7 separate regions of the Mus musculus genome follow, and all the other regions are linked to region 5. The links are chromatin contacts, called in public Hi-C, HiCAR-type and HiChIP or PLAC-seq maps. All regions are on one chromosome and are shown on one strand. The core of a region is the stretch at or near the end of the contact, and the rest is flanking DNA. Distances in the headings are between cores, read along the strand shown. Region 1 overlaps Lrmda (leucine rich melanocyte differentiation associated). Region 2 overlaps Lrmda (leucine rich melanocyte differentiation associated). Region 3 overlaps Lrmda (leucine rich melanocyte differentiation associated). Region 4 overlaps Lrmda (leucine rich melanocyte differentiation associated). Region 5 holds the start of A330001L22Rik (a long non-coding RNA gene). Region 6 overlaps Lrmda (leucine rich melanocyte differentiation associated). Region 7 overlaps Lrmda (leucine rich melanocyte differentiation associated).

Region 1 (3,082 bases), core at 350-2,849, 920 kb after region 5:
GCATATGCCAGCAAGATTTTGCTGACAGGACCCTGATATAGCTATCTCTTGTAAGGCTATGCCAGTGCCTGGCAAATACAAAAGTGGATGCTCACAGTCATCTATTGGATGGAACACAGGGCCCCCAATGAAGGAGCTAGAGAAAGTACCCAAGAAGCTGAAGGGGCCTGTAACCCTATAGGAGAAACAACAATATGAACTAACAAGTACCCCCCAGACTTGTGTCTCTAGTTGCATATGTAGCAAAGGATGGCCTAGTAGGCCATCAATGGGATGAAAGGCCCTTCGAAAGGTCTTTCAAAGATTATATGCCCCAGTACAGGGGAATGCCAGACTAGGAAGCAGGAGTGGGTGGGTTGGGGAACAGGGTGGGGAGAGGGTATAGGGGACTTTCGGGATAGCATTTGAAATGCAAATGAAGAAAATATCTAATAAAGAAAAAGAAAAAGTAATAATATCAATGTTAAGTACACAACCTGTGAGTACTGCACACTTAATCTTCCTGCTTCTCTGGGACGTTTAGGCTCAAGGTGTCTTCTTGCTTTAAAGAGCAGATGAGAAAAGAGAAACATCCCCAATGAGTCGAGCCAAAACCCACAAGCAAAGCATGGTGAAGTCGGGGAGCAGGAGGAATGTCTCTTATTTTCCTGCAGGGCCTCTTGGTAGCCACATTGTTAATTGCAGGAAGAGATTTGAAAAGTGACCTGGCCAGAGGGTCTGTGAGCATCAGAAGTGACAAGTCACATAGTTGAGGGGAGTAAAGAGCCAGGGAAGAAGGGAGAGTGAATGGGTGCCATTATTCCATGTCATTGTAACTATAGGTGCACATGCTCTTACCTGGCACATTTCTCTTTGTCCCCACTGAACCCAAAGAATCGTCAACTACCATAATCTCCAGAGCCTGGAAGGGATTCGGGGAAAAAGCCAAAGAAATGATTAAAGAGCTGAAGAAGCCACAGATTCAGTGGGTGTCTCCTCTCTGCACCATGAGCACTGCCTTGTAGGACAGTCAAACAACTAGATAAGTGTTGTTTTGCCCAAGGCAGACAAAAAGGTATGGGAAACATGTCTCCACTCTAGTTGCCAACAGCCAATAAATTTTTGTGTCTTTTTCCTTCCAAGTGGACTGTCAGTAAATATATTTTTTTAAAGTTTTATTGAACAGGGTGACCTCAAATTTATTTGTACTTTTTTTTCAATGAGACTCTGAGCAATTGCAGACTCTCGTCGCTGCAGGCTCCGGTGAGCTTCAAAACAGCCTGTGTTCCTTTCCCAACTCAGTTCTACCCAGGGAAACAGCTACTCTTCTTTGTTGCCAACTTTGTCTGGAGACTAACAGGGTGAGATTGAAAACCCCCTCATCGGACACATGTCACCTCTCATGCCTGTTTCTGGCTTCCTTTGGGTGTGTGAGCAGACTCATTTTATTAAACCATTTTTCAGGGGACAGATGGGAAATCTGTCTTTCCCATTAGTCACCAGAAAGTGACCCCAGCAGCTGTGGAGAGAATTGGTCAAGCTGTTGTAACCAACTAGGCCAGAGTGGGAAAAGACACCAAGCCTTGTCACAAGGTCCCAGGCATTCCCAGGAGCCCTAGAACGGCTGAAGCCTTGTCATTAGCTAAACCTTGCTTGGCTGAGATCCTTCTCCACAGCCAAGGGTGAGGCACTGTGTGTCTAAGCAAGGAAGTGGGACAAAGACTGCTTACCATTTGGCATCCATGTTTAATTAGTTTCTTAATGTTATGGGGGGAAAACATGAAATAAATAAGGACAACTGACCACTCTATAATTTGTTTCTGAAGCTTGGCGAGACATAAAAGTCTACCTTCCAAAACCACACAGCATAATTTATTTTATGAGTCCCCCTCGGCACCAGGTCCAGGCTAACCTTGAGTTGAGAGGCTATGCCTTCTCTCCCTGGTGCTGGTGGTCACAGTGTGTCCTTTCTTGGCAGTGGCTCTGGGCCCAGCAAAACAGACCCGTGAAAGGCAAGTGGATTAATCATTCTGAAGGCATGCTCCACTCCAGCTATTCCTCTGCAGGATGCCTGAGAACCAGCAAGCGGCCACTGTAGCAATTCACAAGGGGACAGAAAGAGATGTCTGAAGACTCTCACACAAAAAGCAGGGGTAGAGATGGAAAGCTTTTATAGGATACTCACTGGAGTTTTCATTAAACTGAAAAGTATATACCAGAAAAGCAAAACAAAACAAAACAAAACAAAAAAATAGATCACCATTCCTGCAGCAGAAACTGTGACAAGACCAACCTTTTTATTACAATCAGGCTTTCTCTAAATATATTATGCCCCGCAGGTCAAAATGATTTACTTCTCTATTTGAGGACATCTGAATTCTATTCTGCTGTTGCCAGTATGTTCTCAGCTGTGCCAAAACTGAGCAGGTCTGTGGTTCCTTTGTAACATCAAAACGGAGGCATTTATCATAGAGATTTATCGTGGGACAGCCTGCCAGATGGTTTGGGTATTTTAAAGGTGAACTGCTCAGGCCTTGATTAGCTCACGCAGACTTCTAGTTAAGACAACTCTATCAGCAGCCCAGTAGAGAGATGCCTTCCTCCACCTCCCCTACCCACCCTCCCCCTGTTCTCAAAAGGCAGAAAATATTAATGTAATGGCAGATGTGGCATAGATTGTCATTTCAGAAAGAGAACCAAGCCATAACCAATCCCACTGATTGCATTCTAATTATAACATGACCCCCTGTTGCTTTGCATAGAGGCAGCATTCATTTTGGGGATCCCACTGTAAAACTTGCAGAGTCAACGACCCTCAAAGGGGCAATTGTAAGATTTAAGCTTAGGTTTTCTTTTTTCTTTTCTCTTCTCTACTTTTCTCCCTCCCTCCCTCCCTCCCTCCCTCCCTCCCTCCCTCCCTCCCTCCCTCCCTCCCCCCTCCTTCTTCTTCTTCTTCCTCTCTCTCTCTCTCTCTCTCTCTCTCTCTCTCTCTCTCTCTCTTTCTTTCTTTCTTTCTTTCTTTCTTTCTTTCTGTCCCTGCCAGGCCTCTGCTGATTGGGCCAGCAAGAATGCATTTGATTATATAGACTGAATTTATTGGGAA
Region 2 (3,065 bases), core at 433-2,932, 900 kb after region 5:
CTTTTGGGATAGCATTGGAAATGTAAATGAAATAAATACCTAATAAAAAAACAAAATAAAAAAAATAAATTGTATTATGCACATTCACTGTTGTTATCAGCTACACCCTTAGTTGGATCTCCAAAGCTCCTGAACATGGCTTGCTCTGATGCAGTCAACAAACACATTCTCCTTAATTGCCTGGTACTTGTGATTTGCACTGATCCCTAACCTTGGTGTCAGTCTTAGAATTACAGGTTTCAAACCTCTTGTATTGTATCCAGTAATCATTTTATTTGAAATTTATTATCTCCTCTTTTTTTTTTTTTAAATTACGTGCATCCATTTAAGTGTGAGAGGGGCAAACTTGTGTCATCGCATGCATGTGGAGGCCTGTGTGAGTCTGTTCTCTTTATAACATGTGGGTCTTGGGGATTGAATTCTTGGTGCCAGGTCTGGCATCAGATGCCTTTATCTTCTGAGCCATCTTGTGGGACCCATCTCACTGATTGACTGTGCTAATTGCAAAGATGAGACAGCATCAATCTTTCAATACTCTGGAGCACTAAAATTCTGTCGTACTATCGGTCCATAACAGCAGAGCAAGGGTTATTACCTGTCTGTGAGATCTGGAAGCTGGCTGGAGGCTTGGACTCCTTTTAAGATGGGTTTCGAGACGTTAACAAATGAAGCTTTTGCTTTGGTCATTCTGTCTCTCACCTGTCAACGACCCATGAGTTTCTGGTTTCCTAAGCTTTTACAATATGTCATCGCTTTACTATCTATTTCTGCTTATGTGAAAAAGCAATGCCCCACCCTGTCCCTCACATACAATAAGCCTCTCTGTGCTTATGATAAAACATTCCTACTACTGTCACACTCTTAGGAATCCAATTTATATCTCCACATATTTCAAGTCCCAACGACAATATCTGTGCATTTGCACAGACTTCTTTGGACCATTTTTTCAGTACTTATCTCTGTGTGCCCCAAGATTTTTCACTCTTCTGTCCTCTGTCTCTGAGCTTTGTGAAGTACAGTTCAGGCCTCTGACTTTCCTTGTATTCTGCTAACTGCCTCTAACAAAGGCAATCGATCATAGATCAAATCAGTTTGTATAAACACTGGCGTATGAAATGCATGAAATGGGAGTAGACGGATCCTGAGAGATCTTCTCCATCATTCCCCAGGATCATTGTTCTCAGGGAGAATAGGTCACAAAATTCTTGTCTAGACAGGAAAATCAGAAGGCAGAAAAATAATCATCTCAAACCCTGGCTCATTATAAAGGTTGTAGGTAGCACTTGTACCCCTGAGTAGGGACTCCGTGAATGGCATCAAACTCTAAGACACATACACTCATGTACAAACATGTACACACACCACACACACACACACACACACACACACACACACACACACACACACACACACACAAGAAGAGGATTTTGGCCTTGACATTCTTTATAAATTTGGCACCAGTACTTTTGTAACTGCCTAAAGATAAAAATCAGCCACTAAGTATCTATTTATGAGTAGAGAATGAATTCCACGAAGAGAACCTCAGGGATCTTTTGTTCCCACCCAGTACACCAACTCAGTGACAATTCCTAATCACTTGGTGGTCATCGTCTTGCAAATGAAGCATAGCACAGACGCACTGTCTGCTCTACTTAAATTTATGAAAAGTCACTGAAAGAAAATGTAGGAAGGAAATGAGCCATGGTGAGGCTTTGTGTGTGGAGGGAGAGGAGCTGTGGTTAGCTGGCTTGCTCAATCCCTCGGATTCTCAAAGCCAAGAGAAAATTTATCCTCTTCCACTGAGACATAACTTAACTCCTTTTGGTCATTAATCTGTGAAGTTGATGTCTGCCATGGTAATTCATCAAACATTTTTGTGGGGTGAGTCTGGTGGTTGCCTCCTGGGGCATCTGCCTTTGAAATTCAAAGCAAGGCTTGGTCCACTGGGGATGAAGTGGCTTTCCTGCTTGCTGCATGCACATCTGGATGGAGACTTGCTGCCCTGTCCTTGCCTTTGCTTGGCCCTAGAACAGTCTGGGGGAAAGCAGCCATCTTGAACTACCTATGCCCATCTCTCAGATCTGATATCTACCTAAGCTGTGGGCACTGGAGGGATAGGCACTATAGCATAGTGACCTTTTCCTGTGTTGCCTCTGAGCCCAGAACTATGACATTCACTATTTCCAGGGATTTTTTTTTTTAAAGCAAAGAATTGGTATATTAACCATTGTGAAAAACGAGTTGACTCCTCAAGCTATGCATCTCTACCATCTGAAGATCAATTAGAGGACAGTCCTGTAATCCACAGGTATGATCTGAATTTACAAGTGTGTGGTCTGACACAAATAGGTGTCCCTGTAGTGAGCTAGCCCTCAAGTATTGGGCTACACTGCCTCTCTAGTAACTTCCCTTTGTCCCCTAGCTGAAGACTTCTTGCAAACTTCCTAGTCCTCTTGTGGCTTGGTCCTGTTCTCTCTGCAGGCTGTTCTCGATGTGCCTTGTTCTGCACCTTAATCTTCCCACAGAGATTGTCTCTCAGTTTCTTGATAGCTTCATCTCATTCTTGTAGTGCCATGATTCCTCACTAGGAGACCATGCCCAGAAATCTTTGGGAACTTGGCTTCTTCTGTTAATGAGGTTTGAGATCATTTAAGAAGCTAGACACAAGAGAACCGAATGACCCTATTAAAAAAAATGAGATACAGAGCTAAACAAAAATTCTCAACTGAGGAATACCGAACAGCTGAGAAGCACCTAAAGAAATGTTCAACATCCTTAAGTCATCAGGGAAATGCAAATCAAAACAACCCTGAGATTCCACCTCACACCAGTCAGAATGGCTAAGATCAAAAACTCAAGTGACAGTAGATGCTGGCAAGGTTGTGGAGAAAGAAGAACACTCCTTGATTGCAAGCTGGTACAACCACTCTGGAAATCAGTTTGGCAGTTCCTCAGAAAACTGGACATAGTACTACCTGAGGACCCACTAATACCACTCCTGGGCATATACCCAGAAGATACCTCAACATGTAATAAGGACACATGCTCCACTCTGTTCATAGCAG
Region 3 (3,247 bases), core at 669-3,168, 730 kb after region 5:
AGGAAAGGACCGGGATAGGATATCATACAGGTGTGGATATATGGAAACAGCAATATGTCTAATCTTATTTCCTAAATCTGTTGCCAGGAGTAAGTCTTTTTTTCTATTTATTTACTTTTTTATTTATTCACTTTACATCCTGATTGCAGCCTCCACTCCTTCCTGTCTTTCCAGTCCCACCCTCAGACCCCCTCCCCCATTCCTCCCTCCCTTTCTCCTCTGATAAGAGAAGGCCTCCCTATGAGTACCAGACAGCTCTGACACATCAAGTAGCAGCTGGAATAGACACATTCTCTCCCACTGATGTCAGATAAGACAGCCCAGTTAGGGGAAGAGGATCCAAAGCAATAGAGTCAGAGTCAGCCCCCACTCAAATGGTCACGGGAACCACATGGAGACCATGCTGCACATCTGAGTAGCAGCAGTCTTATTCCAAATCAACTTTGTCATAAAAATAACACTTGATATTCTATAGCTACTTTGACAGATATGATTTTGTGTGTGTGTTTGTATCTCATTAGACTTCAGTGTTAAGCAGGTTTAGGTACCTGAATTATAGTTAAAGATACAGTGGCAGAGGCAAAAGTGACTTGTAAGGTCCCAGAATTCACACATACCAGAGCTAGCTTGACATCATATTCTACTTTCTCTCCAAAATCCATTGGCCAATAGCTAGGCTGTCTCTAGCTGTGCTGGCCTCTGTGGCTACAACTATCCTATACGTTCTTGGGGCCAGTCAAAGCACCTAATGTATGGGTTCTTTATCTGATTCTCCTCTTATTGCTGCTCCTCCTTGGTATGTTGAGGATGCTGTGGTCTTAGTGGCAAATATCTTTTGTCTAAAACTAAGCCTTTAGGAATGAGCTGATGAGGTACATAAAGAGGACAAATTTCTTCTAGGTAACAGCTTTAGGCGAGCTGAATCTATTAGCCTTTTTGTATATTGAATCCTCATCCTACACCAGGGCCTTATAACTCCAAATATTGGTTAAACTCCCAGATGTACAGACTAACCAGTGTTGGCTTGAACCTAGTTCTTCAGTTCTTTGGATCCATAGCAACCTCCATTCTTCTTGGTGGGTCTACCTGATCTTTCATTTCAGCTTGGCCCCCTGGGATGGTATGGACAAAAGGAAACTTGCTTGCTCTAAACTTTCACCTTCTCACAGGCTGGCCTTGATCTAGTTCATATGGCAGCTGCAGAGCTCAAGAGCAGCAGAGAGCAGGCCCCAGTGGACACTCTTCAGTTTTTGACTTGTGACTTTTTGCTATTGTCGTGGTAGCTCAGAAAAAATGCCAGGCACAAGCAAAAAGTCAGTCTGAGAAAGAACAGTGGAGGGACCCAGACCCAGGGAGGTCTGAGCAGGCTGGGGCTGTGACCACAGAAGCTTACCCCACTTCCATACCAAATAGCCTTCTCCTTCCAAACTTTTCAATGGCATTCTCATTCTGCCATGACCAGGAAGCACTTCCTCCTCATAGGAGCGCTTTCTTTTTGTGAGTCCCTCTGAACTCTTACTACCTCCTGAAACTTTGCACTTGACAAAGCCCTGACATTCTGCAGTATTGCTACCCAGTAGACCTCCCAGGGGGGTGGGGTGGGGTGGGGTGGGGGGGTGCTGCTTAGCATTAATGAGTTGAAAGATTATCCTTAGTCAGGGCTTTTCTGACTTTTTAAATGGTGGCAACGCAAGTTCCCCTTGACAGCATAGAAATGTGTGCATTTTTGTGGAATCTGGACACTGGAGTTTTCTGTTTGGGGAAGGCATTTTAATGAAGCATTCTCAGGTTTGCTCACCAAAATAAAGAAGAGCCTTTTGTGCCCTGGGAAAGTTATGTGGAGATCAGGCATGCCTTAGAAAAGGGGCTAAGAGTGAAGGCAAACTAAAGTCAGCTTTAATGGCTGCTCTCTTTGTAAAACCCATTACTGTGCATGCAAGTTCAGCTCAGGGAAGACACACTTAATGATGTGGAGGCTGGCAGACGGAGCGGACACTGGATGAAAATTCCCAAACAGATAAAAGACAGGACTTCACATCGCTGAGACACATGTGACTTCTTTCAGTGCAAATAGCATAAGGGTGATGACAGTTGTACCGGTCCCCTGCTTTGGGGAGAAATCGCCAGCTTTGCAACAATAAATGACAAGGCACTCACAGGCACAGTTCTTTCCCTGACTAATTGGAAACACACCTCTGACTTTTCCTGTCCCTGGGAAAGAACTACTCTTTGGGAAATGGTATTCCTTACTTAGGTTTACTCTTCTAAAAAACTCAGCTCAGCATGGGGTTTGTAGAAGCAAATGCAAATGCCTCCAAGAGCCAGTGAGTGCTATTGTGAGTGTGCCAGGAAGTGATGGTAAGTTGGGGCTCACAACTTAGGAGGCTTTCTCTAGCTCTGCTTGAATACACACATCCTCTTTCCAGCCTGTTTCCTCACTTGTAAAATACGAAAAATGGAGTGACTGCTTCTAAAATTTGTCTCTCAGAAAAGCTTACAAATGAGTAAGGCTGAGGTTTATTTTTTTTTTCATTTTAAGCTTAGGATTCAGTAGTGTAGAGAAGTATGAACTATTGAAGTTATTACAGGAGACCCTTTTAAAAACACAAAACAACATAAATACATGCCTGATAGAGATAGTGCTATATCTGTCTGTGCACCCATTTATTCATTATTCAGCTATTTGTTTATCTATCCTGCTATCTATCTATCTATCTATCTATCTATCTATCTATCTATCTATCTATCATCTATCTATCTATCATCTATCTATCTATCATCTATCTATCTATCTATCTATCTATCTATCTATCTATCTAACATCTTTATACCACCTGTTTATTTATTACCCCATTCTCCTATCTATGTATGAACTTATGTTGCTTCAATATTCCCATGACCCCATCTACTCATCTTTCCATGAACCCCTGTTCTCATGTATCCACGCATTCATGTGTATCTGAAGCCCCCATCTATCAACTCATAATCCGTGCAGCTAGTCAGGTTCCACCCATGCCCTTGAACCAGAATCCATCTACCCAGTTATTCATGCTCCCATTTGTCCATGAACCTACATGGCTATCTACCCATGTTCTCATCAACTCTTCCATCCATGTATCTGCTCAGCTCTCCACTCATGCACAATTCATCCATCTATCTGGGTTGCATCCACTCACTAAGCCATAAGCTCATCCACTTCTCTCCCCAAGTGCTTATCCACTGCCCTCTCCTTTGCTCCATTTCTTCT
Region 4 (3,085 bases), core at 387-2,886, 950 kb after region 5:
CAAAAAACCTAGGATAGCAAAAAGTCTTCTCAAGGATAAAAGAACCTCTGGTGGAATCACCATGCCTGACCTAAAGCTTTACTACAGAGCAATTGTGATAAAAACTGCATGGTACTGGTATAGTGACAGACAAGTAGACCAATGGAATAGAATTGAAGACCCAGAAATGAACCCACACAGCTATGGTCACTTGATCTTCGACAAGGGAGCTAAAACCATCCAGTGGAAGAAAGACAGCATTTTCAACAATTGGTGCTGGCACAACTGGTTGTTATCGTGTAGAAGAATGCGAATCGATCCATACTTATCTCCTTGTACTAAGGTCAAATCTAAGTGGATCAAGGGACTTCACATAAAACCAGAGACACTGAAACTTATAGAGGAGAAAGTGGGGAAAAGCCTTGAAGATATGGGCACAGGGGAAAAATTCCTGAACAGAACAGCAATGGCTTGTACTGTAAGATCGAGAATTGACAAATGGGACCTAATGAAACTCCAAAGTTTCTGCAAGGCAAAAGACACCGTCAGTAAGACAAAAAGACCACCAACAGATTGGGAAAGGATCTTTATCTTGTCCTTTTCAAGATGCTAAGAAAAGTCTGTTAGCCCTAGAGATGTCACAGTTCTACCTAAGGCTAACTTGATGGACCACTGTAATCACTGATACTTAAAGGAGCAAGGGTGACTCACAGGCAAAGTCCACCCAACCCTGGGTGAAGCCTCATAAAAACCACACCCCGGCCTTCTCTAGCTGACCAGCAGACAGTTCCACTCAAGAGTCTCTCTCAGCAACTGTTTCCTGATTGTTGAACCTCTAGAAAAAGTCTCGCAAGTCCTAAACTTTCTGAGAGTCCTACATTTTGAAACTTTCCTTCGAGCATCTAATGGGTCTCCATCCTCCCTCAAGGGATATTTCAATTGAAAGAAAATCGCTAAAGAATACCACTCTTTACACCAACTACAGGCTTGGAATTGCTCTTGGGAATCTTACTCTTTATATTACATGGCTACTAGGAGCTTCCACAGGGTTGGACCAGTGCTCTGATGATCTCTTTTACCCTCCCCATGTCTGTGATCATCTACTTAGTGATTATAGCACTAACATGTAAGCATCATGGTAGCACCCATGCCTACTACCTCTATAATAGCCTGTGTGTAGCCACAGAGGCCCAAGAAGAAGTATCAAAATCATGAATGCTCAATCCTGAGAACAACCGTAGGAGTTGAGGGGGCCAGAAGTTGAGCCACACAGAACTCAGAAGGGCATGCGAAGAGTCCACTGTTATTTTGCAGAGGTTCATGGCCAGCAAAAGGAGTGCTATCCATCCATTCTTTGTGGCTGACAAGAATTACTGTACCATTGTAGCAAAGGGCCCAGAATGCGGGTTCACAGGTACCTGAATTGATGGACATCCCTGCCTGGAGCCACCAGTGCAGCAGCTGGGGTCCCTTGTTCTTTTATTCCATCCCCTATGTCTGTTTTCTGTCACTCTGTCACGTCAAATCATTGTCAGGTGGCAAACACAGCACCCCCAAGTACAAAGGTATCAGCTTTCAGGACACAGGCTGGAAGGAATAGGATAATGCGAACCAGAAATGGGCATGGGCCACTTTGCAGGCAAGGTAACAGCTAACAAGTGTGGTTAGTGGTTTCATGGGGGAGCACTGGAGTAGGTTTCCGGGACAGGCAGGTGTAGAACAGCCTGTTCTGGGTCCAGTTACAGACAGGCCAGTGAGATTAGTATTGATATCTGCCACTTTGGTCACCTTGTGGCTGCCAAGCTGTTGATTCTGTGAAACACCAAAGGCTCTACTTATCTGGTAATCAACACTGCTCTCAGGAACAGCACAGGGGAAACAGAAATCCACTTTCCTAAGCATGAACTGAGCCTTGGATCGTGTTCCTGGTCTGTGTCTTCCTTTAGAGGCTGCCCCTTGACTTCACTGGCCTATTCATAACCTGCACCTCTGGGTAGCTGTTCTCATTTGTCGCTGAATCAAAGTTTCACCCACTTTAAATGAGTTAGCCCAAAACTCTGTGGCCTGCGCTATGATACAAATGTATCTACAATGACTTGGATATAGCTTAGGATATAGGAGTATGTTTTCATGTCAAGGCAAAACTTCAATCCCTCACCTCTCACCCCTCTGAGCACATAGACGAGGCTTAAGCTAATTATTGTCCTGCCGCAACATCGCCTCTGCTGAGAAGTTTTTGAGTCTCTTTAAAAACATGAAAATTAAAATCCCAAAGGATTAGTAACAGAAGAATAGAAATATAATTAATTTTGTTGCATAATTCACTTTCTTGGTGACTGTTACCCCTCAGCTCCTTGTCCTTTATTCACTTTCTAAAATTTTAATATCTTATTCCTCAAGCTTCAGCTCTTTGATTTACAGGCACTCTGCTGCCTGCTGACATAAGCTTGCCCTTTCTTGCGTTTTGTCCATTTTAATCACTCTCCATCTTCTACTCTCCTCTCCCTCTGTCTTTCTCCCTCCTACTCTACTCCCCTCCTTGCTCTTCATCCTCTGTCTTTTCTCTCCTTTGCTATCTAGACTTTCTCCTTAGTATCTCTCAAAGTTTGAAAAATCAGGTTCATGGTTACTTCTTTATCATCGAAGAATGATGGGAATCAATGGTACAAACAATAGTTCACATATTGCAGACCAAAACTTATTCTATTCCATCCATCTATCCATCCATCCATCCATCCATCCATCCATCCATCCATCCATCCATCCATCATCTGTTCCATCCATCCATCCATCCATCCATCCATCCATCCATCCATCCATCATCTGTCCCATCCATCCATCCATCCATCCATCCATCCATCCATCCATCCATCCATTCATCCATCCATACATCTTCCTTTCACCAACCGTTAACCACTAGCCTTTGTCTGGATAGATGCTCAGGATACAGTGATGAATAACATGAGATCTGTATCTTAAAAGGGACAATCAAAAGTAGGTTATAAGTGATATGTGATAATGGCAGCATATATATCTATGTGTATGTGTGCATGAACATCTATCTATCTATCTATCTATCTATCTATCTATCTATCTATCTATCTAT
Region 5 (3,089 bases), core at 306-2,805:
AAAGCCTTTGCCGCCTTCCAATCAAATGGGAGCCCGAGGTGATTGGAGGGTCAAGGGGATGTGACGCGTCCCGCGCCGCCGCCACCGCCAGGAATCTCAGAGCTGGTTTTAATGGGCAGCTCCCTCTTCGCCGCCCCTCGGCTTGTCCCCTCCCTCGATTTCGCTACCCGGACGAGATGGACATTTATTCTACGTTTGTCATCTACCGCCTTCCTTCTTTTTTCTCTTCGTCGTTCTTCGTTTTCCCAGCAGGAAAACAAACTGAAACCTTTGGAGGGAGGGAGTGTTAACAGACTTCGGGAGAAGAAACGCAGGCGGTAATGTGGATACCTGCTGAACAGTCAACTCCAGGGATGAGTGGGAGCCTGTATACAAAAAAAATCTTTTCAGAAATTAAGATTTTGCGTGGCGCGGCCACCCGGGTAAGGAAAGTCGATGCTGCAGAAAGTCTGCCCGCCCGCTTGGATTTCCAGAGGTTCAGCAGCAGAGAAACCAGAAGCTAGAAGGGCAACGGAGGCGGTGGCTGCTCGTCCTCGCGACGTGCGCCGGGCTCTCCGCCCTTCCCGGTCACGTGACACCGAAGGACGCTCAGATTGGGGCTTGAGCGGGGGGTCACATGTTTCCCCTGTTTCACACTTCAGCCCCCCCCCCATTCTTGCTTTCGTCTTGCTACTCTCCCCCCCCCCCGCACCCCCTGTTTCTCTGGGCATCTCCACCCCTCCATCAATTGTCAATGTGCCTCGACCGCAATCAATCAGTTATTTGTCAGCTCTTGTCAATCTGCCCGTGATTTATGTCAGCTTTTGTTGCTGATTACAAGGCGGGTGAGACTTGAAGGGAAAAAGAGAGACCTAGAGTGAGACAGAGGAAGGAAGAGACCGAGAAGAAACTGAAGGAGGGGGAAAGAGCAGCAGCCTCCTGGCACCTGTGTGTGTGTTTGTGTGTGTGGAGGGTGTGTAAGAAAAAGAAAGAGGGGAAAGGGGCGTCCACAGTCAGGAAAATGAAATAGTGAGAGTAAAGTGCGCAGGTGCACCCAGGACTCCTAGTCTGGAGCACCGGCCTGGGATGTGCTCACTCCCTCTTGGGGTTGTGGAGACAGACACACCTTCTACCTTTGGGTGCTTCGGTCAATCCGGGTCGCCCAGTTCGGGTCTGCTGAGTACCTAAGAACGACGCTGGAGGCGACGTCTAACGCGGAGGTTTCCCGCCTCTCTGGCATAATCCCTCCCGGGAATGTAACTTGAGGATGTCCAGTTGTCGACCTCGGTAGTGTTCCCACCCCAGACTCGGGAATTTCTTTCCAAAGAGCCATGCCATCAAATATAGCCCGAGTTCTGGAGGTTACTTGTAGAATAAACCTCCTTAATTCTGTGACCCGTGTTCGTAGCGAGAGTTGAATAGCTCAAGAGAAGAGGCCTGACCATGTGCATAGGCAAACAGGTCTCAGGCTCGCTCTCCTCCTCTCCCGGGTCCTTCGCCACTACCCTCCGCTGGCCATCCCGACAGTCCTGGGAGCCGGGACTTAATCGGGCTGCTGGACGGCATGATGTAGACCATCCAGACAGGACTGACCTATGCGGGGAGAGGAGAGGGAAGGAACGCGAGAGGGAGGGGCGGCTGCCTGTGGAAACCGGTTCTTCCAGGGAAGCGGAGCGGGACTTCGGCGTTCCCCTCGATTTGCGCCGTCGCTCGGGCTGTTTGGAAAGAAGAGGGGAGGCGCTGTGCATGCTGACTTGTACCTGGATCTGGGTGCACAGTGCGTATGCACTCCTGTGCCGCTGGGCGACTTCCATAACGTCCGCTCCGGGGTTACTCCCAGAAACTCGTAGAAAGTAGAAGGGGGTGAGAAGAGGACACACCCCCTTGCTCGGAGGGACTTGGGAGACTTTGAATTTCCCCTCCCCCCACTTTTCCGCAGAGCTCTTCTTTTGTTGTCAAGTCCTTTTGATAAATGGTGGGGCTGGGAGAGCTGGGAGCCAGGAGCCGATCTGCGCCCTGCGCAGGGGCGGGGGCCCAGCCTGGAGACCGGGTTCGGACCACCGCGCACCCTGAGCTGAACCGGGCACGCTCAGGGGACTTTTCCTTCTGTTTGCCAGCCTATTTCTTTCCTACCATCCCAGTCCCCCTTCCCTTCTGTTTCTGTCCACGCGGATAACGAGAACTTTCTGGGGTGGGGGTGAGTTATATAATTTTCTCGTAAGTATTCTTTCACAGAGTTTTGATTTTATTCCTTGATTCCTTAGGTTGGCAAAGTTAATGGGATGGTAACTCGATTAATGGTAATTTGGAAAGAAGAGCGGCTGGGGCTGGTGTGTGTGTGTGTGTGTGTGTGTGTGTGTGTGTGTGTGTTAAGAACATTGGCTGTTTGTGATCCTCCTGCGACAATTGAGAAAGGTAAATTTGTGAGACTATGGCAAGATCACAGGCACCTTTGTGAAGGTGCCTGAATGATCTCTGGAGTAAGAAGTCCAGCTTACGTTTTGGCAGAATGGCAACCCCAAACTCTGCCGGGTAAGGTCTCTGAAGCTGCTTGCAGCCTGCGGGGTGTTAGTGCCTGCCGGTGTCTCCCACTGTATGGCTCTAAAGGTGTCACCCTCTGGTCAGCTCCTGTGGTCCTAGCATAGGAAGCTAGGCCTTGGGCCACCTGCCATATTGGCCTCTTTCATAGGCCTGGAGAGTGAGAGTTGACGCTGTGGACAGAACTGAGGAGAGCAGGAGCAAGCGCGGGCCTAGGGTGTCCTCTTCGCTCCGGGGGTTCAGTTTCTAGGCTCAGTTTGTCTCTTTTCCTCCAATTCCAGTAGTTTTCTCATTGCGCTGGGCAGTTCAAGGGAGGCCACCCCAGCTCTTCAAGACTGGTAGAATCGTGGAATGGCTCTCGTCCCACGTAGATTACATGCGCTCACCGGTGTGCGCCGCCGGGCTCCGTGAGCTCCGACTGCCGCGTTAAAACTCAACTCCGAAGGTCGGAGCGCACGGGGGCGCCTGGGGGTCTGCGTTCCCCGGGCTTTGGGGAGGCACCAGCATCTGAGCCTGCGCACCTCTCAAGGGAGGCCAAATCTCTGAAGGCCGAGTAAGCTGTGGAAGTTGGA
Region 6 (3,096 bases), core at 467-2,966, 770 kb after region 5:
TGTCCAGAAGTTCCCATGATCATCTAAATCTGCATCATCGGCTAGGAAACACTAAGCAGACAGTTCGTCTTCCAAGTGTGATGGCAGTCACACTGAGTCTTTGCTCACTTGCTCTGGGATGCATTTTTGGGCCCTCTCCTGCATGATTCTGTGTGTCGCAGAAGGTGCCCTCATTGGTTAGAATCCTCTGCCAACTAGAATCTAGTTACAGTTCACTAGTTCACAGAATGGGAATGAGAAGTTACTTGTAAGAAGGGAGAAAGAAGCAGAGATTCTTTACCATGTCTCCCTGCATCCAAGAACAGTGGCTATGCCTCTTCTGTGGCCATGTCTCTCCTCAGAAGCCTCTCCACAGGTCTGTCCTTCATGGTGAACCATGACTCTCGACTCTTTTGATGCTGTCTCTTTCCTTAGCTCATTGAGTATAATGGTAGAAGTTACTTTTCAGATCTAACGTTCACCTTACAGTGAACCAACATTGGCCTTTACTAAGAAGCCCAAGCACAAGGTTGCTATTACATGCAGAAGAATCAGGTTTTCTCGGATCATGGCAAAGAACACATGAGGACAGATCCTTAGGAAACCATTTTGTTTTGTTTTGTTTTGTTTTGTTTTGTTTTGTTTTGTTTTGTTTTAAACCAGGCCCAGAGAGTTTCTGGAATGGATTTGCCCAGTAGTTTAGGGCAATGGTTCTCCACTAGGGAAATCCTTTGACATCCTTGATGTCTATTTAATGATCTCTGAAGATGTCTGTGTTATAGATATTTGTGTGTTCCTGTGTATGCATGTGCAGTCAGGTGCATGCGTGAATGCATATGTGCAGGCCAGAGGTCTGCATTGTCATCTTCTTTGACATCCACCTTTTTTTTTTTCCCCCCAAGACAGAGTCTTTCACTGAACCTGCTACTCACTCATTCCACTGATAGTGGAACAAACATTTTCAGGGATCCCCTATTTTGGGTCACATGACAAAAATAACAGATGTGCCAGCATGCTCAGCTTTAATGTGCATGCTATGCTGTAGCTCAGGTCTACATGCCTCAGTGCCAGGCATGGTACTTGCTGAACTCTCTTCCCAGTCCCTTGAAGACATTGAAAAGTGCATTCTTTTGGAGCAGATGTGTGCTTACCTCATACACAAGGCTTTAGCTAAGGATCTGTGATCTCTCAGAAGGCTCTCAGAAGAGTTCTCAGAAGGAAGGAATTATGAAGTGCAAAGTATTAAAAATGGAGGCTGAGATGCCTTGATCTACAAAATCAGTTTGAGTTCTCCGCCATAGCTAGGTAACACTTTGCCCCACCCCAGGCTTCTTTCTCAAGATCAAGTCCCCTTTTTAGAGTACTCAAATGTTCTCTTTATGCCCTAAAAGATGTCCCTTCAAGTTTGGGCAGCAATTAATTTCTGATTTTGTACTTTGTAACCCAGTTTCTTAGGTTCAGATTGGCAAGAAGTAGCTTGACACTGGAGGAAGAACCTGGGGCAAGAAGGTAAGGTCAGATCGACCTCAAGAGAGCTGGATTTTCAGAAATGATAGGCTAGCTTTAGCTTTTTTCTATGCACCCTAAAGAAGTTCATGGCATCTCCACTGATTAAGAACTGTGTTTCTAAAGTTCTCTGGCAAAAGGACATCTCTGCTCCAGCTAATGCTGATGGTGCTGCACTGCAATACTATTATCCTTGGCTTGAGAACAGAGCGAGCATGTGTGGATGGGCCTGCGATGTTTTATAGGACACTGGCTATAACTTTTTAATGTCATACCACCCACCCACAGCAACCCCATCCCCTGGAGCACTAAATGCCTTTCTTATCACCAATATTTGATGAGAAAATGCTGTTGGGTGTCTTCCTCCAAGTAGACGGGAAATCTAACCATGTTCCTTGCAGCCTAGTGCTCTGTCCACAAGATCTGATTTGTTTTTCTCACCCTAAATTTATAGACAGTTCCAAGGAAGCATATCCTGTTTGCTGTCTGGAGCAGCAGGAGAGTGAGGGAGAGAGTGATTTAGGGAGTTTGTTTTTCTCAAGACTTCCTTGAGCTGCTTTATGGCTTTACAAAAACCGCTGATCTATTCCTCCCTAATTTTATGAGCAAATTGTTCTTTCTTTTCTGATTTTTTTTCCCCCACTGAGTTTTCTTGGCCGACCCAGGCACCAATTATCAGAACTCCCCGGGCATAGTTGGATCCTCCCTAACATGTGTATAGCTGTAAACATATTGACCCCAGAAAATGAGGCTCTAGCTGTAGGCTCAGGCGAAGTCCTGACTTAACAATACGACTTCAAGTGAGAATGCCAACGTGGAATCATTTTTTTTCCCTGGTGACCAACAAGTATCTGTGATGGTTTAACAGTAGTGCAGAGCACCCCTGGAGCCCGTGTCCCCAAAACCTGGCTTAGTAGGGTGGTGGCACTGAGCCAAAGCTTCATTCATTTACAGCTTTCTTTATGGACAAGTGCTAAGAAGGAAGCCATCAGCCAAGAGAAAGTTGTCTGTCACATTCATGAGGAGATGGATAATTATGAATAATTAGAGACAAAGATCCAGTTACAGAAAGGTGTGAGAGGCAGTGCAGAATGTTCCTCCTTTAAAGATGTTTGCCTGGGTTGGACCATTTGCCTGGGTTGGACCATTTCATTACCTTTACTAGGTGACAGTGCAGCCTTTTAGATAAGATCAGCCAAAATGCTGTTGAGAGTGAGTCCTGGCTCATTTAAACCCCTCTTGCTTTTAGGGTCAATCATATATTTCCCTTGCAATCCAGTTGTGTCTGGTTTTTCTAACAAGGGATCTCTTCCTGAGCCATCCTTGTTTAGCTTCCTATAGTAAGATACTCTGACTCCTGGATGTTCCAACAGCTCAGCAGGATAAAAACAAATTTGAGGGAAAAAAAACCAAACCATCACCTAGACACTTTTTATGTGTGCAGCTGTTGATCAAGGCTTTGGTTATTTAAGCTGGTGACATTGACTCTGTGGGCGCAATGACTTACAGAGGTCACCACACTGCAAGTTCACAATAAATGCTGGTAAATTAAATATATTAGAGTATCTATGTACTTCACACTTTTATTTTTAAGCAATGGGGTTTATGGCA
Region 7 (3,103 bases), core at 276-2,775, 870 kb after region 5:
CTGACACTGTTTCTGCCTCATTCGTCAGTCATGCTGTGTCCCTTCAAAGAATAACAGCATCTTTGATCATTACTAACGACAGCTGCCATTACCCCATCCCATCCTTTGTAGGCATTGTGCTGAGACCTATACAGAACTTCATCTATCCCCCACCCCACGCACAGTGAGAGAGATCTTGTGATCCCACTTCTTCATGAGAGAGGACAGTGATCTTCGAGACTTGAGGTCCTGCATGGCATGGCAGAGACAGGATTTAGCAAGCCGGACTTCCTCAGCAGATGCTGTTAGTTCTTCCCCAACTTTGTCAACAGCAGGGACTGCACACTCATACTGCCCAGAGACAGAGGCAGCTGTCAACCATAGCATGGAGCACGGAAGAACAAGGTCTGATGGAGTCCTGCCCTGACCTTTTCACATACTGCCTTGGTGACTAACAAGACACTCACTTGCTCCATGTCTCCCTGTCTTCAGAATGGGGACAGTGATGACACTGCCTTGGTAGAGTGATGGAGGCAGTTGTCCTAAGTGTGCTGAGGAAGATGCGGCCCACGGGTTTGAGTGCGGCTACCTCTATAGTTACTATCAAGTTCTTTGTGTTTTATTCATGCTTTTCAGCTTCTAAAGGCAGGCGCTTTCACTGAGGAAAGTGCTTGTAGACAAAGTTGAGAGCCAAGAGGTAGCAGGACGAGGACCTGCTGCGTGTCAGTACAGCAGATGGTCTGCAAGGTGGCCGGCTGCTCAGGCCCTCCAAGCCTTTCTGGAATTCGGGCACTATCTACTTTTGGTAGACCTGTTTCCCCCACCCCCAAATCAAATCAGTTTGAAGAGATGGAAAACAAGGAAGCCTGACCCCTTGACTATTCCCCTCCTTGTACCTGCACCTTCGGAATCAGGTTCTGGAACTACCACCTTGCTTGCTCATCATCAGCCCACCACTGGAAAGAGAAAGCATCCAGGGGACTTGCATGAAGCTCTAGCTCTTGCAGAGTCTAGCTGCTGATTATAGGGGGAGAGACTGGTGTAACCAAAATGCTTTGGAAGACACGAAAGAGACCAGAGAAAACTATTGGGAGGTGGATAATACAGGCCGGGCAGGAGCAGCCATTAATCTCAAGGGTCTTCAATTTCCCTTAGAAGTTCCCTCCCCCCCACCCCCGAAAGAACAGAAATGATCCAGGCCATATGCTGTCCCTTTGTAATCCTCTGAGATGAGGGCTCCTCCCTCCCCACCAACAGATTGAGGCCAATGCTGCGGCCTCATTTAAGATGGTTCTTGAACTTGAAAAGGAGCGTAAAGGTTGTGGCATGCAGGCAGAGTCAACGCAGATGATTTGACTAAAGTAATCCTGATGAATGCCAGGCCCCTCCTGACCACCACAGCCTGACGATGACACATCCGAGGCTCCTTGGGCTGGCTTGCATTTAGGTCAATCTGAACAATCAGGGAAGACATAGTTCCGCTGTGCAGAGTTCTGGGCTGTGCAGGGAACAAGCTAATTGTTCAGTCTCAACTGAGACCTTTCGCTCAAGTCATTAATCACAGAGCATGGTCTGGAGCCTTGGCCCGGAGTTCTATTCTTTAGGCTGAGCCCCTGCTGCAGATGAAGGCTCATTCCAGGTGCTAGCCATTTGCGCTCTCTTCCAATGGGGCTGATTTATGGACCTGGAGATGTTTCCTGGTTTTTCCAAATTCTGTTCCATTACTTTGTAATAAAGGAGACATGTGATTTCTGGCTTTTTGCAGATCCTCAGTTTTTACATTCTCTAATACCAAAGATTTTAAAAATTAGTTTGTGGTCGGCTGTCTGTGATCTGGAGGGTGGAAATGCTGTTCTGTGTTTGAATATCAAAGTCAAAACCATAGGGACTCTTATTTCTTTCCCCTGCTGGTTACAGTTGAAGTTGTACAAGTCAGGCAGGAGTCTTTGTTTCCACATTCAACATCCAGATGCAAATTAAGGTTTGGGAAACCTTGGTGACAGCAGCTTGCTGCAGGTGTTAGAGTTATCCCCATCCCCTCCTGACACATGTTGTTCACAGTATAATATTAAAAGGCCTTTCACACTTCAGCTGGCTCTCCAGTGAGAGTATAAGCCAATACTGAAGACTTCAAAAGGGAGCCTGTGTGTCAAAGGAGGACACTGTCACACTGAGGCCAAACAGGGTGCTGCCTAGTGGTACCTGTTTGACTGAAAGCTAAGCCAGATCTGGGCTGATAGGGGACAGCAGATCCCCTGGGAGTTTCTGCAAGAGGCAGAATTGTGTCAGGAGAGAGTAATTGGAAATTGATACTTGGCATATCTCTGAACTACCCTTTTATTCCAGATAACACCAAAGGGTTTGGCCAAGAGTCTCTGGTGGGTAATCTATCAATTCCCACAATCCATTGCTGAAATACAATCTGCTTGAAAGTCACCAGCTGCTTTCTGATTCTGATTCCTAACTAGCACTTAAAAGTGTGAAGGCCTGTAGTCTTCATCTGGGTGAGTAGAGGAGGGTGGGAGAAGCAGCCAGCTCTGCCTTTTGATGAGTCTCTGAATAATATTGTCACTGGCAACAGCAAACTATCCTTAAAATTCAACTCAGTTCAACAGGTACAGATCCTGAGCCTGCCCTGGGCCTCATGCTATGCTGTGTGCCATGGGACATAGAAAATAAATATCAAACGTGGTCTTTGCCCTTGCGGAGCTTGTGGCTCGGAGGGAAGATGATGTGTTTATGAAACACGTATCATGTGGCAAGATAAGGTCTTGTGTATGTGCCAAAGTGAGGGGAGCTGGGAATAGGGAAGACACAGAGGCAGCAAAACAAGGACAGAGCAGTCCAGGGTTGTCATAGAAGGTTTTATGGATGAGGTGGGACAAAGACACCAATATCCCCAAACCCCAATTTTTCCCTTAAAGAAACCTGCCTCCTGTTACTGAGAGATTCCGGATACATTCATGTGCACCTCACAGTATGAGAATCAGGTGATTCTGTTTGAATACGTGTCACATACATGTTAGGGTGCCAACAACCAGATATAATGAAGTAGAATAACACGTTCTATTGGCATATGTGCTCTTCTGGGGCCAGCTCCTCTTATGCGGATACCTAAAGGTAT

Evidence for each region. Hi-C and Micro-C count contacts between places; a contact is called where the count stands out from the background. HiCAR-type assays count read pairs that join an accessible place to other places. HiChIP or PLAC-seq counts read pairs in DNA pulled down with a chosen protein or histone mark.
Region 1: a HiCAR-type map of astrocytes shows a contact between it and region 5, with 4 times the contacts expected there. The contact joins the enhancer-like site here to the promoter of A330001L22Rik in region 5. A contact is called at or near these places in 9 of 39 promoter capture datasets (the 3T3-L1 cell line, the C10 cell line, cranial neural crest and 4 more), 7 of 484 Hi-C or Micro-C datasets (the BV-2 cell line, the G1E-ER4 cell line, astrocytes and 3 more), 13 of 115 datasets of contacts at active chromatin or transcription factors (acute myeloid leukemia, astrocytes, bone marrow-derived macrophages and 9 more) and 1 of 9 other capture datasets (embryonic trunk).
Region 2: a Hi-C map of adipose-derived mesenchymal stem cells shows a contact between it and region 5, with 3 times the contacts expected there. The contact joins the enhancer-like site here to the promoter of A330001L22Rik in region 5. A contact is called at or near these places in 5 of 39 promoter capture datasets (the C10 cell line, hippocampal neurons, liver and 1 more), 1 of 484 Hi-C or Micro-C datasets (adipose-derived mesenchymal stem cells) and 12 of 115 datasets of contacts at active chromatin or transcription factors (the NIH/3T3 cell line, astrocytes, bone marrow-derived macrophages and 8 more).
Region 3: a contact with region 5 is called in a HiCAR-type map of astrocytes, with 4 times the contacts expected there. The contact joins the enhancer-like site here to the promoter of A330001L22Rik in region 5. A contact is called at or near these places in 5 of 39 promoter capture datasets (the 3T3-L1 cell line, the C10 cell line, hippocampal neurons and 2 more), 14 of 115 datasets of contacts at active chromatin or transcription factors (astrocytes, bone marrow-derived macrophages, cardiomyocytes and 11 more) and 1 of 9 other capture datasets (embryonic stem cells).
Region 4: a contact with region 5 is called in an H3K4me3 HiChIP or PLAC-seq map of craniofacial prominence, with 9 times the contacts expected there. The contact joins the enhancer-like site here to the promoter of A330001L22Rik in region 5. A contact is called at or near these places in 9 of 39 promoter capture datasets (the 3T3-L1 cell line, the SN4741 cell line, cranial neural crest and 5 more), 2 of 484 Hi-C or Micro-C datasets (bone marrow-derived macrophages and embryonic fibroblasts), 14 of 115 datasets of contacts at active chromatin or transcription factors (acute myeloid leukemia, craniofacial prominence, differentiating embryonic stem cells and 10 more) and 1 of 9 other capture datasets (embryonic stem cells).
Region 6: a contact with region 5 is called in a Hi-C map of uterus, with 4 times the contacts expected there. The contact joins the enhancer-like site here to the promoter of A330001L22Rik in region 5. A contact is called at or near these places in 8 of 39 promoter capture datasets (the 3T3-L1 cell line, the C10 cell line, the HPC-7 cell line and 4 more), 8 of 484 Hi-C or Micro-C datasets (LSK cells, bone marrow-derived macrophages and uterus), 19 of 115 datasets of contacts at active chromatin or transcription factors (the NIH/3T3 cell line, acute myeloid leukemia, astrocytes and 16 more) and 1 of 9 other capture datasets (embryonic stem cells).
Region 7: an H3K4me3 HiChIP or PLAC-seq map of embryonic limb bud shows a contact between it and region 5, with 5 times the contacts expected there. The contact joins the enhancer-like site here to the promoter of A330001L22Rik in region 5. A contact is called at or near these places in 9 of 39 promoter capture datasets (the 3T3-L1 cell line, 3T3-L1-derived adipocytes, the C10 cell line and 4 more), 15 of 115 datasets of contacts at active chromatin or transcription factors (the NIH/3T3 cell line, astrocytes, craniofacial prominence and 11 more) and 1 of 9 other capture datasets (embryonic stem cells).

The regions. Positions count from the first base shown.
Region 1 is chr14:22,904,957-22,908,038 of GRCm38.p6, forward strand. The region is part of intron 6 of Lrmda (leucine rich melanocyte differentiation associated); the gene reads left to right. Among named protein-coding and RNA genes, the nearest start is that of Gm30783, 26 kb to the right of the region's middle. Within about 2 kb of position 1,600, at least 77 of the 459 cell types and tissues checked have an H3K27ac peak or open chromatin away from gene starts, as enhancers often do. A contact at or near this core is called in astrocytes, forebrain, muscle stem cells and 3 more, where this site is marked.
Region 2 is chr14:22,885,614-22,888,678 of GRCm38.p6, forward strand. All of the region lies in intron 6 of Lrmda (leucine rich melanocyte differentiation associated), which reads left to right. Among named protein-coding and RNA genes, the nearest start is that of Gm30783, 45 kb to the right of the region's middle. Within about 2 kb of position 1,683, at least 23 of the 459 cell types and tissues checked have an H3K27ac peak or open chromatin away from gene starts, as enhancers often do. A contact at or near this core is called in adipose-derived mesenchymal stem cells, where this site is marked.
Region 3 is chr14:22,719,878-22,723,124 of GRCm38.p6, forward strand. The region is part of intron 5 of Lrmda (leucine rich melanocyte differentiation associated); the gene reads left to right. Among named protein-coding and RNA genes, the nearest start is that of Gm30926, 80 kb to the right of the region's middle. Within about 2 kb of position 1,919, at least 8 of the 459 cell types and tissues checked have an H3K27ac peak or open chromatin away from gene starts, as enhancers often do. A contact at or near this core is called in astrocytes and stem cell-derived neural progenitor cells, where this site is marked.
Region 4 is chr14:22,935,280-22,938,364 of GRCm38.p6, forward strand. The region is part of intron 6 of Lrmda (leucine rich melanocyte differentiation associated); the gene reads left to right. Among named protein-coding and RNA genes, the nearest start is that of Gm30783, 4.5 kb to the left of the region's middle. Within about 2 kb of position 1,637, at least 6 of the 459 cell types and tissues checked have an H3K27ac peak or open chromatin away from gene starts, as enhancers often do. A contact at or near this core is called in craniofacial prominence, embryonic limb bud and second pharyngeal arch cranial neural crest, where this site is marked.
Region 5 is chr14:21,987,920-21,991,008 of GRCm38.p6, forward strand. A330001L22Rik (a long non-coding RNA gene) reads left to right here and starts at 1,556. Exons shown (of 2, transcript XR_001781181.2): 1 at 1,556-3,089. Zfp503 (zinc finger protein 503) reads right to left here and starts at 1,682. Exons shown (of 3, transcript NM_145459.3): 1 at 1,106-1,682; 2 at 1-365.
Region 6 is chr14:22,755,850-22,758,945 of GRCm38.p6, forward strand. All of the region lies in intron 5 of Lrmda (leucine rich melanocyte differentiation associated), which reads left to right. All of the region lies in intron 1 of Gm30926 (a long non-coding RNA gene), which reads right to left. Among named protein-coding and RNA genes, the nearest start is that of Gm30926, 44 kb to the right of the region's middle. Within about 2 kb of position 1,717, at least 4 of the 459 cell types and tissues checked have an H3K27ac peak or open chromatin away from gene starts, as enhancers often do. A contact at or near this core is called in uterus, where this site is marked.
Region 7 is chr14:22,862,821-22,865,923 of GRCm38.p6, forward strand. The region is part of intron 6 of Lrmda (leucine rich melanocyte differentiation associated); the gene reads left to right. Among named protein-coding and RNA genes, the nearest start is that of Gm30926, 63 kb to the left of the region's middle. Within about 2 kb of position 1,526, at least 16 of the 459 cell types and tissues checked have an H3K27ac peak or open chromatin away from gene starts, as enhancers often do. A contact at or near this core is called in embryonic limb bud, where this site is marked.